Regions from separate parts of the Gossypium hirsutum genome. Here region 1 is linked to region 2. The links are chromatin contacts, called in public Hi-C maps. All regions are on one chromosome and are shown on one strand. Each heading gives the region's core, a stretch centred on a gene start, on an enhancer-like site or on the middle of the called end of the contact. The rest is flanking DNA. Distances are from core to core; before and after follow the strand shown. Region 1 holds the start of LOC107940643 (protein PSK SIMULATOR 3). Region 2 has its middle 120 kb from the start of LOC107933939.

Region 1 (4,128 bases), core at 12-2,511, 740 kb before region 2:
TTATTAATTTATATTTTTTATTAAATTATATTTAATAATAATTATGTTAAAATATGGTTAAATTATTTATTATTTTTATTAAATTATTTTCAATAATAATCTTATTAAAATTAATAATAATAACAATAATCATCTGCCTAAAAAAAATTCTGCTAAGGGTATTATGGTCATTTTAGTTTTTTTCTTTATGCTATTACAACATCATACCATTCAACCAAACACAAGAATACTATTACAGCTCTATTTCATTCCATTCAACTAAACAGTTGAATTACTGATTACAACTCTATTTTATTACAGTTCTATTCAATTACAGTTTTATTCTATTATAGTGAATCAAACGTATCCTGAATATCAATCAAAATATGAAGAGGATAAATATGGACTTTCGTCATTGTAGAAAAAAACAGACCAGAAAAGGAAGTAAAGTTTCTTTTACCAAACACAAGTGAAATGATCAGATATTGTCACTGTTATAAGAGTTTAGAGTGGTGGTCTAACTGAAAATTATAGTTGAACCCATTAATTCATTAATTTTCGGTTTAATGTGTTGTACCATCAATTTAATATTAATCAGATAAAAATAAATAAATTTATAAAAATAACAAAAATAGAAAAAAAATCATAATTAACTGAATTGATTAAATTGTTATTATCAATTTTATCGATTTACAATAATTCATATCAGTCCAACTCATTGAGTCATCAATTTTAATAACATCTAACTTTAGATCATTTTATTTGATTAAATGAATCAAAAAGAAAAAAGAAAACCACAAAATATTTTTTCCCCTTTTTATTACAAATATTGAAACCATTAAATATGCCCCACTCGCTTTTAAAGTCATTGTTTTTCAAATCCAAAAAAGACAAATAAGCAATCCGGTTACTCCATCGATCACGCGCTGCTCTGCATCTATTTGAAATGGAACTCTTCCCCAAGCTCTCTTTTATTTTTATTTATTTATAGGTATATCATATTAGTTACTCAATTATAGTTTTGTTTGTTTTGTGGTCATTTAATCATAAAAAATTATTTAACTATTTAATTTTATTTTTTTATCACTCAAATTATCTTTTATTTTTTAAAGTTTCATTTTTTTAACAATTGACTGGTGATTAAAGGAAAAAATAAATAATTAAAAGTTATTTTATAGCTTTTTATAATTGGGCAAAAAAAAAAATTGTAGTTTCCCTTTGTTTATTTAATTTTGAAAAATGGAACAATTTATAATGGAGTTGCTATTTCTATAATGGGCTCAATCAACATCCCACGAGCTTCAAATCTGCAAAAATTTTCAACTCCTCCCATTTCATTCACTATCTCTTTTATCTCTGCAAACTTCCACTCTTCAATTATTTCTCTTTGCATTCCATTTGTTTCAGTGGATCCATTCCTTTCTTCTTTGCCTCATGGCTCTTGAAACATGGCTCATAAAACTCAAAAAAACCATATCCAACACCCTTGATACTGCAAGATCTTCAAATCATAAAGCCAACGTTGGGGTTTTATCCTTTGAAATCGCTGGACATATGTCAAAGCTTCTACAGCTCTGGAATTGTCTTTCAGATACGACTATAATTCGTCTTCGTGATGAATCTTTATCTCTCGAAGGAGTCCACAAGATTGTTTCTAACGATGAGTCTTTCCTGTTAGGGTTGGCGTGTGCTGAAATGGCTGAAAATATAAGGGTAGTAGCAAAATCCATTTCCAGGATAAGCAAAAGGTGCCAAGACTCGGATCTTCAAGGTTTCGGTGGGTGGTTCGATGAGTTCGCTAACTCGGGTCATGATAGACATGGCTGGGTTCTGAGTTCTAAAGATATGGAAGCTAAAAGAAAGAAGATGGACAAGTACGTCACCATTACGGTAACTTTGTATAAAGAAATGGAGGAGTTATCTACAATTGAGAACTGCTTGAGAAAGTGTAAAGAATATAAACCATCTTCAATCAAAGAACAAAAGATTGTTGATCTGCAAACAAAGCTTTTTTGGCAAAGACAAGAAGTTAAGTATTTGAAAGAGAGATGTTTATGGAACAAAAGCTTTGACATGGTTGTTTCCATACTTGTGAGATCGATTTTCACTATTTTAGCAAGGTTGAAGCTTGTTTTTTTCGGGTTTGAGTTTGGGTATCCTTCTTGTTTACCACGAAGTCTCTCAGCTTCTGCAACTGTCCATCCAACTCAAAACCCCGACACTTTTCACTTTGTATCAGGTCCATTGAAGACTTCTTCGAAGCCGGTAAGTTTTTTCGAGTCGAACTCGAAGCTTTTAAAGCCTCCATCAAGTACGTTAGGGGCGGCGGCTTTAGCTCTACACTATGCGAATTTGATTATCATTATGGAGAAGATGATCAAGTCACCACAATTAGTAGGCATTGATGCAAGAGACGATCTTTATTCCATGCTTCCTAGCAGTATTAGTTCGTGTTTAAGGGGTAGATTAAAAGGAAGAGGGTTGTCATCAGCGAGTGATCCAGTCCTTGCTGGAGAATGGAGAACAGCTGTGAGAAGCATATTGGGTTGGTTATCGCCATTGGCACACAACACGATCAAATGGCAAAGTGAAAGGAGCTTTGAGCACCAGAATTTGTTGCCCAAAACAAATGTTATTCTTCTTTTCCAAACTCTTTTCTTTGCGAATAAAGAAAAGACCGAAGCAGCTATCACCGAGCTGCTTGTGGGGTTGAATTATATTTGGAGATTCGAAAGGGAAATGACTGCAAAAGCCTTTTTCCACTGCACGAACTTTAATGACATTTAATTTTGTTTTCTGCAACTTCTATACTACCATCATGTTTTTTTGTTTAGATTGAACTGAGTTTCAGATCTTTCAAGGTTTTGTCTTCAATTCTAATCCCTTATTTGTATATGGTATAGCATAGATGTATGTAAACGATATGAACCGAGTAGAATCTCAAATATTGGATGGACTTGAAATTTCATGCATATTCATGGCAATAAGGTGAAGCATTTGTATTGGGAATCCAAATTGATTTTCGCTTTCTTTACTCTAAAAATTGATATATTAGTCCTCAATATTAGATCAAAAAATAAAATGTTCATTTCTTTTAAAAATTTCATTCCTTTGTAGTTTTAAAAGATAGTGTAATTAACAGAATAATTAGATAGTGATATATGGCATGTCACGTGTATTATATTTTGATGTACAAAGACCAGTTTTCTAATATAAAAATAAATAAAATTTTTAATAGGAGGATCAATTTACTCTTTATCTAACATATAATGACTAAATTTTTTTTTTAGCATAGAAACCAAAATATAATCCCAACTTCTAATATAGCTTAGTACATTATACTTTTACCATTATTATATATAATCATGTGAAAATATCCTTTTTATTGTGTTACTTTGATTTTTTGGGTTATTAGAATCACACCAGTGGATCCAGATTCATTAGCTCATAATTTAAAGGTTTGATTACTTGATTTTATGAAATGGTTTTTAAAATAGTTGTTCGCCGATAGGAGCGGCCGAGCAGGCTAGCTGTCCGTAGTTCTATTTTTCCAATTGAGGTTCATGGACCCCGCTTAGTAAAATACATACATATATTTTTAAATATATATATGTCATGGAATTATCTGCTTGTTGTGATTTATTAAGTGAGAGGATGATATAAACATTAGTAAAACCAATTAAAATCTTAATGTACAGCAATATAAATTTCATGGTTCTGTGTAGGAGTACAAGCTAAATTGTCTTTTAAGGCAGAAGGGGAAGGAATAAGTTAACAACATCAAGCTTAGCATAGTAGATAAAAGTGGTAAAAGAATGGTAGAGGTATTTATACTAAAAGTTGAATTGTATTTTAATTTTTATATTAAAAAATGAGTAAATCAATCCTTATACGTTACATTAAAAAGAAAACTAGTCTTTTTATTAAATTTTTTTATCTATTTTTACAATTAAAACCGGCTCCCTATACATTAACAAGAGGTACACGTTGCATGTCATGTGTGACTATTTAGTTATTCTGTTAGTTATGTCAGTTTTTAATAGTATAAAATGATAAATTTTTTTAAAAAAATGATCAAAGTATTTTTTATTTAACGTATAAAGATTAATTTATCTATTTATTAAGTAAAATAAATAAAATACAATTTAA
Region 2 (4,098 bases), core at 435-2,934:
GAGGGAACTTTGGATCCACATGTTGTTTCTGGGAAAATTGTGATATGTGATCGAGGAATAAGTCCTAGAGTGCAAAAGGGTCAAGTAGTGAAAGATGCTGGAGGAGTAGGAATGATTTTGACAAACACTGCAGCAAATGGGGAGGAGCTTGTTGCAGATTGTCACCTACTTCCAGCAGTTGCAGTGGGAGAGATGGAAGGGAAAGCAATCAAACATTATGCCTTAACAAATGGGAAACCAACCGCAACTCTAGCCTTTTTAGGTACCAGATTGGGTGTTAGGCCATCACCAGTGGTGGCAGCATTTTCATCTAGAGGACCAAATTTCCTCACACTTGAAATTCTCAAACCTGATGTGGTTGCGCCAGGGGTGAACATCCTTGCAGCCTGGACTGGAGAATTGGGTCCGTCAAGTCTTCCAACAGATCATAGGAGAGTGAGATTCAACATATTATCAGGGACTTCAATGTCATGCCCTCATGTTAGTGGAATTGCTGCCTTGATCAAGGCCAGACACCCAGATTGGAGTGCCGCAGCAGTTAAATCTGCTCTAATGACAACCGCTTATGTTCATGATAACATCCATAATCCACTCCAAGACTCTTCCACTGCAGCAGCTTCCACTCCCTATGATCATGGAGCTGGTCATATCAACCTTTGAAAGCTCTAGACCCAGGTTTGATCTATGACATTTCAGCCCAGGATTACTTTGTATTCCTCTGCACACAGAAATTGACTGCAATGCAGCTAAAAGCTTTTAGCAAGCATTCCAATATGTCTTGCCATCACAACACCCTTGCCACTCCAGGAGATTTGAACTACCCAGCAATCTCAGTTGTCTTCCCAGAAGATACAGCCATTTCAACTTTGACTCTCCATAGAACAGTCACAAATGTTGGTCCTCCTGCTTCACATTACCATGTTGTAGTTTCACCATTTAAAGGCGTCACCATTAAAGTTGAGCCCAAAACTCTAAATTTCACTAGAAGAAACCAGAAACTGTCTTACAAGATCAGTTTCACAAGAAAATCCCCACAAACAATGCCTGAGTTTGGAGGGCTGGTGTGGAAGGACGGAGTGCACAAAGTAAGAAGCCCCATTGCTATCACATGGTTACCACCATTTTAAACTAGATTTTCAGTCACCTATGATTCCAAATAAACATTATGTTTTTATATAAGGTCAAGGGGATCTTTAATTTTATCTGCATTTCTTTCTGGTTTTTACAACAATTTTGTAGCCTTCACATGATATAAGAGCAATTAAAAACCAATTGCTGTATGTTATTAACCATTTCAGTCTCCTTCGTTAACAGAAAAAACCATTTCAACCATTTCGGAATACCAAGCCAGCGTAAATAAACAGAGAAAAGTATCTACTTTTATAGATGTGGTTAAGCATTTATATACTATGAGACAGTAAGTGTAATTGCTTTTCATCTGTTCGTAGCATCACAATGCACAACCAATGACTTAGCACTGAAGATTCGGTATCCATATGCATCAGTTATCAGTTGTCACTTTAATTTATATATAGAGAGAGAGTTCCACTTTTATAAAAACGAAAGTTCGATTTAAATAAACTTACTTGATCGGTTGTCACTTTAATTTCTCAAACCAAACAAGCAAACATTAATAAAACCCTAAGTTTAAACCGAATACATATTGGTAGCCCAATTCAATTAATTTAAACCCATACAAAACAAAAAGTCCAACCCATTGAACAAATCCAATTGTATCTATATGTATACCCAAGCACAAACAAAGCGGGCAATGGTATTCTATATTTCAGGGCGCATTCGTGGGTAATTGGTGGCATAGTTCACCCAAGTGATATTAGTGTGACTATTACATATATAACTAAAAAGTGATTTCTTTTTCCTTACAAGTGTATGTAATTGTGTTGTTCATTGATAAACGAAGATGAATACTTATGAAATGTTAATGAAATAGCTCAATAAGCACTTAAAAAGTGATTCTTTATATATATATATATATACCACAAATGCACAAACTATTATTTATTGCTCAAAGTGATTAAATATTAAAGTGCCCTAATAAATTTGGTGAAATAGTTAGGATAAAATTGCTAAGTCATAAAGATTAGTATGTGCATTAGTATTGAAGATTGACATTTAGTGTTAAGGCAAGGTTATATACCTTATGGCATAGCACATAAGTGCATTTTGGATCTTTTTTCAAGGTGTTTATGGTTTTGCCTTTAGAGCAATATATGTTAGGGTGTTCAGTTGGAATCTTGAGTATCCAAGTATATTTTGCTAAGATTTATTAAGGGTGAAATGTTTTAAAATTTGACTAATAAGAATTATTAATAAACATGTCTTGTTAAAATTGAAACAAAAGTGACATGGTAAGTGTTCATGAGTAATGATAATTGAACTTACAATTATAGTAAGTGTCGAAATGGACACGAATAAATTGATATGATTTAAAAATGAATAATTAAATAAGAGTGGACCTAAGTGTAAACATCAATTTCATTAATATTTTGAATTAGTGAAATAAGAATTTTAACATTAAAGAGCTATATTTCAAACAAGTGAAATGAACATAAGTTTTATATTGATAGGTTTTGAAATAAAGGAAGCCATGTAGGCTAGTGGAAAATGAGCATGGTACAAACAATGAGCTAAAAAATTGGTAACTTGTCAGTGGTTTAGTCAAAGCGAAGCTTTTAATTTGTAAAAAGACTTGACACAAACTGTAAGAATGATAAATTGGATGTCCTAGCGTAGTTACTAAACTCTTTGAGCTTAATGCATTATGCATTAGTGGTTTAAATGTGTGGGTAGAAAACCTTTCTAAGAAAGTAGAGATCGGGTCTTAGAAGAAACACATCATTGTTTGAGACTAGAAAGACATAGTTTCCTTTGTATTACTGTATTAGAAGGTTTTGTAATGGCATGTACATAGGCTGTGTTGGAAAAATCAATTTAGAAAGCAGTGTCAATAGGCACAGTGGAAGTTTAAAAAATTCTCTTTGAAATCGAGCCGTTGTGTTATTTATAAAAATAAGCTTAATAGAAAATTACTTGTACTTTGTACGAGATGGTCTAAAGTCTATCTCGACTTTCTATCAAATAACCTTCTCCATTATTCTCGAACCATGAATTACCACAAGCGTAGGCTCGAGTAATATGAACTCAATCAGAAAATCAAAACTTTTATTTAACTTTTAGTAAGAAAATTAATTCTTTTTACCTAAAAACTATGTGTTTTTCTCAGAAAATATAATTTATTCTGTAAAATAAATTTCCATTATTTTTGATAGAATAATGTCGTATGTGAAATGTTGTAAATTGCTTAACACATAGTTCCTATATATAGAGAATCAATACAAGAGTTCTGCTCGAATAAGGTCTAATTATATAATAATATTTTCATAAAAAATACAATGCTCTAGTAGAACTAAAGTACTAGGGGCAGCGACACCCCTAGTAATACTATTGGGTTTTGTCGCCCTTTACATGTAATAAGCTTAAGTTGAGCCTTTCATGTATTAGCTCCAATATTATTTTTTAATAAATTAATTTAAGTAATTAAATCAACTAATTTAATTTCTCAATTAAATTATTTTCTCAACCCAATTCTAATTTTGTTAAAGTTATCAATTAATTAAATAATAATTCAAAAAGCTTAAATTAATTTAAAAGTCATCTTTTGTATTTAGCGGAAAATGCATTCACTATGGATAGTGATACATGCGATCTATTTCTCTTACTTCATCGTTTTCATTCATATCATATTTGTTGGTTCTACATGCAATTCGTTTCTTGCTATCTTAAGCTAGCAGGGGGATCGATTTGACATATATAATTAGGGCTTAAATAATTTGTAATTAAGTTTCATCTTTCACCCATTAATTACAACATTATTTAGTCATGAAAGAATTCCACTAAAGTATCATGATTGAGCACTCCCTTATTATAAACCATTTTGAAAGCTACTTAAAAAATCCTCGTCCAATGACTTTGTCATAAGTGTGTTGCCCTCATAGGATCCTATTTTATCTCATGGTAACTATTACCTCTTCCATCATGAAAAGTCAATTACTATAAATAATAATTAAATCATTTATC

What was found. A called contact is a pair of places that touch in the nucleus more often than the background predicts.
Region 1: a contact with region 2 is called in a Hi-C map of leaf, with 2.6 times the contacts expected there. The contact joins the promoter of LOC107940643 here to the enhancer-like site in region 2. A contact is called at or near these places in 2 of 34 Hi-C or Micro-C datasets (both in leaf).

The regions. Positions count from the first base shown.
Region 1 is chrA09:38,314,824-38,318,951 of Gossypium_hirsutum_v2.1, reverse strand. LOC107940643 (protein PSK SIMULATOR 3) reads left to right here and starts at 1,261. Exons shown (of 1, transcript XM_016874077.2): 1 at 1,261-2,812. The coding sequence starts at 1,414. The coding sequence ends at 2,766.
Region 2 is chrA09:37,570,592-37,574,689 of Gossypium_hirsutum_v2.1, reverse strand. It overlaps the pseudogene LOC107933942. Among protein-coding and RNA genes, the nearest start is that of LOC107933939, 120 kb to the right of the region's middle. Within about 2 kb of position 1,684, at least 2 of the 9 cell types and tissues checked have an H3K27ac peak or open chromatin away from gene starts, as enhancers often do. A contact at or near this core is called in leaf, where this site is marked.